Linked DNA regions of Mus musculus: region 2 is linked to region 1. A link is a contact called in public HiChIP or PLAC-seq data. All regions are on one chromosome and are shown on one strand. The core of a region is the stretch at or near the end of the contact, and the rest is flanking DNA. Distances in the headings are between cores, read along the strand shown. Region 1 overlaps Rbm47 (RNA binding motif protein 47). Region 2 has its middle 7.2 kb from the start of Chrna9.

Region 1 (3,649 bases), core at 492-2,991:
CAACTCCACTCTTCCAGTCTCAGTCCAATGCCAATTCCTCCACAATGCCCTTCCTCCGGGCCTCAATCACACAGATTCCCTCTCCTCTCCCACCCCATTCTCGAAGTACCTATCACAGGTCACAATTAAATACTGGCCAAGTTTGGTTGGTGGTCAGTTATCCCCAGATGTAGTTTCCATGAAGACAGGGCTGTTGTCTCACTTCTGCATCTGAGGTGGAGCGCAGCACTTGACACAACCTAGTAGCTCAAGCTCACAATGGAAAGCCAACGGGAATGTAAAGGGTTGCGGTCCACTGTGGAAAGCAGAAAGACTACACCATCCTCATGGAACATGCTTAACTCTACAGACGGCGTCAACATGCTATAGAGCTAAGTCAACATGCTATAGAGATTCTTGCACATATGTTGGTTGTTCCACTATGCACACAGCCAAACGATAGGATCAACCTAGATGCCCATTAACAGAGAAATCCATAAAGAAAAGGGCATACACAGACTCATTGGAGAAGGAACTAAATGTCACTTGCAGAAGAGTGGATGGGACCGGGGAGAATGATGTTAATTAAAATAAACCAGACTCAAAGACAAACACTTCATTTTTTCTAGTATATAGAATGTAAGTAACATGCAAGCAAAAACAAGACTCTCTGGAGAAAGAGAAGGGGCTGTGGGCAGAATATGAGCAAAGTACAATGACATGTATTATGAAAACGTTGCATGAATCTTCTATTGCCAGGCATGGCGATGCGCAACGCCTGCCCCACCCCACCCCAAATCCTGGCATTCGAGGGTAGAGGCAGGAAGATCAAGAGTTCAAGTCCAGCCTGGGTTAGATGAAATTCCATCTACAGAAAGGAAAAGCAACATTGCTTTGAACACTAAAGAAAAAAAGAAAACAAAAGCAAAAACAAAACCAGAATTCATACGATGAAATTTAATTACAATAATCTAAAAAAGAAGAAGGAAAACCAGGGGCTAGGGCCAAGCCACTGCTTACCCAGGGGCCACACAAACGTCCCCCAGCCCTGAATTGTAAAGCAGTGGCCAGCGATGCTATTTGGCAGCTCACCATGGGTGACAGCACCAGCGCAGGCAAAGTCTTGACTCAGCAGACTTCTTCTGAGGTTCACTAGTTATCAGCCTGACCATCTTTCAGGGCCCTACCCAAATCAGGAAGACTTGCTAGCTTAAAGGGAGGGTTTGTGGTGTCCTGCTAAATCAGCCTTTATGGTGGGGTAGAAAAAGAAAAAGAACACTTGCTTGTGGTTCCTTAGTTCCCAGTTCTGTCTACTGGCACACACACACACACACACACTCACACACACACACACACACACACACACACACACACACACACACAGTCCCAGTCTGAGGCCTGTGCACAACAAACCACAAATTAAACAGACAGCCTCGGGTTTTTTCTGATTTTACACAAATTTTGATATTTATCTTTCTTTTCCACTCCCATTTACTTTACAACTGGACAGCCATGAGAAGAAGACCTGTCAAGCTACTCACCAACACACACTTACTTTTGGAGCACTAAACTCACCAACACACACTTTGTGAACATTACCTTCTCTCTGATTTTCCTCCAGACTCTCATAGAGCCGCAACAGTTAAAAATATGATGAGTCAGCCAAAGTACTGTTGTCCAAACACCCAAAGCACTCATAGGGTTTGCACAATCGCTAGGAATTTCCTAACAGGGTCGGAGTCTGACGGTTAGACGTTTCACCAGCATGTGACAGAATCTGCATCCACCACACAGAAAATGCACAACTGGGTTGAGAAGGTACCTCAGTCTACAGAGAGCTTCAAGCTTTGGGTTCCAACCGCAGCACTACATAGAACCAAGTACGGTGGCCCAGAGCTAGTGAGCACAAAGCCTGCTTGAGGGGGTGGGGAAGGAAGAAGAGGAGGGAGAAGAACAGGAGGAAGGGAAAGTGCAGAGCCCTGCACGCCCTCTAAATGCATCCAGAGCTTTGAAGATTGATTTTTAAAATACAAGAGCTCTACAAAGTGAGTTCCAGGACAGCCAGGGCTATACAGAAAAACCCTGTCTCGAAAAACCAAAAAAAAAAAAACCCAAACCAAACCAAACCAATAAAATACAAGAGCAATGCAGCCAGGCGTGGCGGTACACGCCTAACTCGAGCACATTCTAGCATGAGGAAGCATGATCTTCGTCACAGGCTTCTTCCAAATCAGCGTGGGCTAAAGAACAAGACTAGAAATGCAGATGTTCTGAGCGGCAATCAGGTCCTCCTTCCCTAGGACAGATGTTTCCAGAGAGTGAGGATCCACACTGCCTGGAGATTTTTATCTCCTCTCAGATACCAGCAGAACCCTCTCCAAGCTCCATCTAAAACACAAGCGGCCCCGAACTCAGAATGCAACACATGCTGTCCCTGCTCTCCCACTGTGTGTGAGTGTGTGTGTGTGTGTGTGAGTGTGTGAGTGTGTATGTGTGTGTGTGTGGGGGGGGTACGTATGGACAGAGACATCTCCACTGAGTGTATCTACTACACCTTGGGGGACAGGAGACTAGCACCAGGATCCCTTATTTTAAGACAGCCGAATAATGCCGAAAGCATTTAAGTGCACCCTACATCTAAGAATCCTTTTTTTTTTGCCATGACAATAAATAAATAAAAATTAAAGAAACCCATTTCTTCTCCTCTACAGCACACCCTTTTACACATTTTAACATTTCTCAAACAACCCATGGACCTGTTGATTCATTTTTAAAAGCTATCATTAAATTGCCAGCACTCTGTCTTTATACTCTGTAATCAAGTTCCTTCAAAGATAATCTGCAAAATGCACTGTATTTAAAGATACACTAAATCAATAGAAAGGTCACCTTGTCTACCTGGCTTAAGGACAAGAGGCAAAAGAGAGAGACTGGACTCTGGGATCAAGGTGTCTAAAGAAAAAAAAGAGGCAATCCCACCTGAGAAGCAGAACTGGGGGGAGGGGAGGAGCCTACAGGAATACAGACAGGAGAGGCCCTCCAGAAGGTTCCACGCCAAACCAAGATCCCTCTACTGTGAAGTACAGGGATAGCTCAAACTCCTGAGGCAGTTACCATTACAGTGCAGGGCCTTTCTCCTTGTCAGGACTAATTCTGGTCTCACCCAGTAGGATTCTTGGCTCTCCTCGTCTGTCTGAGTTAAGATCATTACTGCTGTGATAAAACATCATGACCAAAGCACCTTGGAGGTAGGTGAAAGGGTTTACTTGACTTACATGTCGGGAGTAACGACAGTCTACTGAAAGAAGCCAAGGCAGGAACTGTAACTGGGCAGGAACCTGGGGAGAGGAGCTGAGGCCCTGGAAGGGTGCTGCTTACTGGCTTGCTTCCCATGGCTTGTTCAGCCTGCTTCCTTATAGCATCCAGGACCACCGGCCTAGCTGTGGCACCACCCATAGTTGCCTGGGCTCTTTCCATCACCCACTAATTAAGAAAATGCCCTATAGACCTGCCTTTAGCCCAATCTTATGGAGGCTTTACTCAATTGAGGTTCTCTCCTCGCAGATGACTTTAGCTTCCGTCAAGTTGACATAAAACTAGCCAGCACACCATCCAAGGCTGCCCCTGCACAGAGACCTGTCTTAATAACAAACAAAAAGTGTGTGTGTGT
Region 2 (3,500 bases), core at 744-3,243, 150 kb before region 1:
TGACCTAAAAGTGGACATACATACATACATACATACATACCACACACACACCATACATACACACACACCATACATACACACACACCATACATACACACACCATATATATATACCACACACATACACCATACACACATAAAATACACACACACACACACACACTACATTTAAATCCCACCTTAAAGAAGTGGGTGAGATACAGTCAGTCCTCCAAAGCAGGGAACACTAATTGTTCCTCTGCTGCTCTTCTGGAACATTCTGTTCTGGTCTAACAAAATCGTGCTTTTGTAGACATTGATCTGGCTGAGGAGCAGGAAAGAGAAAGCACGAATGTTCTAGAAAACATTGATTAGGACAAATAGACTCCAGTCTATTTCTTTGCTTAAATCAATTGAGAGATTTTATTGATGTAAACATTTGACTATTAGCCAGAAATCCTAGATAAATGGATGGCTTGCTATAGACATACTATTTCAAGCGACTAGGTGGCAGGTTTTATTTTATTTTATTTTATTTTATTTATTTTATTTTTTTAGGCTGTTTCTTAGGTCTTAGGCTTAATAGCGATTTCCCTTATGAGATCTGCAGGGAGTGTACAGCGACATCTGGTGGCTGGCAAGGTGAAGTACCTTGGCTCTGTTAGAATACCATGAATTTGAATTACTTCTCAAATTTGGTTTGTTTTGGTTTGTTTGTTTGTCATCTCTTCCGATTCTTTTAATAGTATCTCCATTCTATATTTAAAACAAATAGGCTTTGAATCTTTTAGATTACTCCTAGACTGTCTGAACTTTTTAAAAAAGACAGTTCTTTAGGTGAATTGGGTGAACTAACCAGGTTTATATTGAACTAACTAAATCTTATCAGGGTCAGGATCGGGGGAGGGGAGACAAGAGAGGCATTTGCCTGAAGTAAAAATCTAAGGAGTGCAAAAGAGGGAGAATTTCAGTAATGAGTAAAGATGATGATGTGGATGAAGACTGATGGCGACATCTGCTCAGGGGTCTGCTTGTACCCCCAGCTGGCCTGGAATGTTCTATATTGAACAGAGTAGCCAGCAACGCTCAGCAGCCTCTCAGCCTCTGCCTCCCAAGTGCTGGGATTACAAGTGTTCCACCGTACATAGCTCTGCATATAATTTTAGAGTCATTTCTCTCCCTCTCATTCCCCCTTCTTTTCAAGATAGGAACTCATTTCATTACCCACGATGGTCTGGAATTTGTGTCCTCAATTAATCCTCCTGCCTCAGCATCCCATGTAGCCTGGCGAGCAAAGGGAAGCGCAGACCTGGGACCCCGTTCCCAACTCTGGGTGGTACGCCAGCTGCCCCGGGTACACAGGAGACGGAACCACAGCAATCGCCCCAGGCTCCGCTGTTTCCCACTCCAGGAAAACACAGACTGAGGGCCCCCATTACAGACTCTGTTTTGTCTCCTCTGAGCTCTCTGCTGGCGCTCCCTGCACCCCAGCGAGGCAGACGTGCAGCCTGGCAAGACTCCGTGACTGTGGCAACTCTTATAAAGGGAAACATTTATTTGGGGCTGACTTACATAATGACAATGGACAAAACTTCTGACAGACATGGTGAAATAGCTGAGTGGCCTACATCAGGACCTGTAGGCAGTGAGGGGCCTAGTCTCTCTCTCTCTCTCTCTCTCTCTCTCTCTCTCTCTCTCTCTCTCTCTCAAGATTTACTTATTTATAATTATGTATACCGCATTCTGCCTGCATGTATGCCTGCAGGCCAGAAGGGGGCACCAGATCTCATTATAGATGGCTCTGAGCCACCATGTGGGTGCTGGGAATTGAACTCAGGACCTCTAGGAAGACCAGACAGTGCTCTTAACCCTGGTTTAGGCTTTTGAAATCTCAAAGCCACGCCCTCTTCCAATACTTCCCCCAACAAGACCACACCCACCCCAACAAGGACACACCTCCCAATCCTTCTAAGCAGTGCTGCTCCCCAGTGACTAAGCATTCAAATAGATGAGTCTGAAGGGGCCATTTTCATTCACACCACCACATTAGAGAATATGCAGTTAAGAGAGTGATTGGGAGCTAGTCACAAAATAACAGGGGAGTTTGGTTTGCCTACTGCTCCCTTGTGTTTCCTTATTTTTCCCCCCATGGATTAACGCCTGTGGAGCAGACTGGTCCTCAGAACAAGCAGGAGGGTCTCCTCCAGCCTTATCAATTACCCAACATTTGCACTGTCCTCAGGGAGGTGATAATAGAAAGCAACAGAGAACTATCATACAATTGTGACCACACAGTCTGCTGTGAAAAGAGGAAGTAGAACCAGTGGGTGAGAAAGGATTGGATCTGCAAGGGCTCCTGCAGCCTGATGAGGCGACTGGAAGGCTCCCAGGGTGGAGAGCCTCTCCGCCCACAGGGAGGAGAGACCCCAGACTGTGAAGGAAAACCAGAGGAACTCACCCTGCACAACACTATTCCCTTAGGGGACTTTAGGGGAACATCGTGTATCTTCTGGCAAAGCATGGACATCAGATACTGCTGCAGATCATTCACTTGGATAGATCGTGTGCGGGGATCACGTATCCGCCGTTCTGCTGACCCAGAAACTGCACGCGCGGTCCTTAGCACCTGCTCATGTCTGTTCATGAACTTGGCTCTTTTGTTGGAAACTCAGTGGAGTTTTTGTGGACTCTTGGAGCCTGTGCGGCTTAGGCAGGGGACATCATATCAGCTATGGCTGACAGCCTGCTATATGCCAAGTGCGTGCTTGGTAATCTATCTGTTTCTCTCAAATCCTCACAATAAACCCCTTAGGTGAGTTTGCACTCCTGCAAATGTAAAAACAAAATTCAGGAGTTGTTACGCACATCATGGACCTATGACTTGAACATGGACCACAGGACTCCTACTATGTCCTAAGGCTCTTTCTCCTGCGTGAGGGTCCGCAGAGATATGGGGAAGTTGCCTCTGGGCCCAATTCTGCACTAATAGCATTGGCCTTGGTGGCTGCCCTTGAGGTGGGGGCATTTAAGATACATGGCTACATACAGAAAAGTAAAATGTATGTTCATATTCTCAAGGGAATTTGCTTTGTCATAGGTTAAAATATAGCACAGCAGTATGCTAAGGGTGTAAGGCTAAATATCACCTTAGTGTAAGTGGGAAAAAGAAGCTGAGAGAAGGAAGAGGAGGAAGAAGAAAGTAAGGAGAAGAAGTTAAAGTCCTCTGGTAACCTTATAAATCATAAGGAAGGTAGCTCTTACTTTTCTTGCTTTCCCAACTTTTAATCCCTTAGCGTTCTCTTCTTTCTTTTACTTAATATTGAAAGTTTTAATGTAAAAAAGACTAAGTCAAATGTTTAAAGCAATCATGTCATAACAATATGGCACCATTTCCATAATCAATGCCCATAAAATGGCATCAGTACAAAAATCTAAGCAAAGATAGTAGATTAGTAATTAGAGTATCAGGCAACGTTGACTTTAAGAGGAAGCTTTAGCAGGTAAAAGAAGGGCGTTTGACAT

What was found. HiChIP or PLAC-seq counts read pairs in DNA pulled down with a chosen protein or histone mark.
Region 2: an H3K4me3 HiChIP or PLAC-seq map of bone marrow-derived macrophages shows a contact between it and region 1, with 4 times the contacts expected there. The contact joins two enhancer-like sites. A contact is called at or near these places in 4 of 484 Hi-C or Micro-C datasets (the G1E-ER4 cell line, embryonic fibroblasts, hematopoietic stem and progenitor cells and 1 more), 3 of 115 datasets of contacts at active chromatin or transcription factors (bone marrow-derived macrophages, embryonic stem cells and microglia) and 3 of 9 other capture datasets (adipose tissue, liver and pancreatic islet).

What each region holds. Positions count from the first base shown.
Region 1 is chr5:66,104,425-66,108,073 of GRCm38.p6, forward strand. The region is part of intron 2 of Rbm47 (RNA binding motif protein 47); the gene reads right to left. Among named protein-coding and RNA genes, the nearest start is that of Gm26725, 45 kb to the right of the region's middle. Within about 2 kb of position 1,742, at least 82 of the 459 cell types and tissues checked have an H3K27ac peak or open chromatin away from gene starts, as enhancers often do. A contact at or near this core is called in the G1E-ER4 cell line, bone marrow-derived macrophages and hematopoietic stem and progenitor cells, where this site is marked.
Region 2 is chr5:65,958,193-65,961,692 of GRCm38.p6, forward strand. It overlaps a transcript of Chrna9 not described here. Among named protein-coding and RNA genes, the nearest start is that of Chrna9, 7.2 kb to the right of the region's middle. Within about 2 kb of position 1,994, at least 41 of the 459 cell types and tissues checked have an H3K27ac peak or open chromatin away from gene starts, as enhancers often do. A contact at or near this core is called in the G1E-ER4 cell line, bone marrow-derived macrophages and hematopoietic stem and progenitor cells, where this site is marked.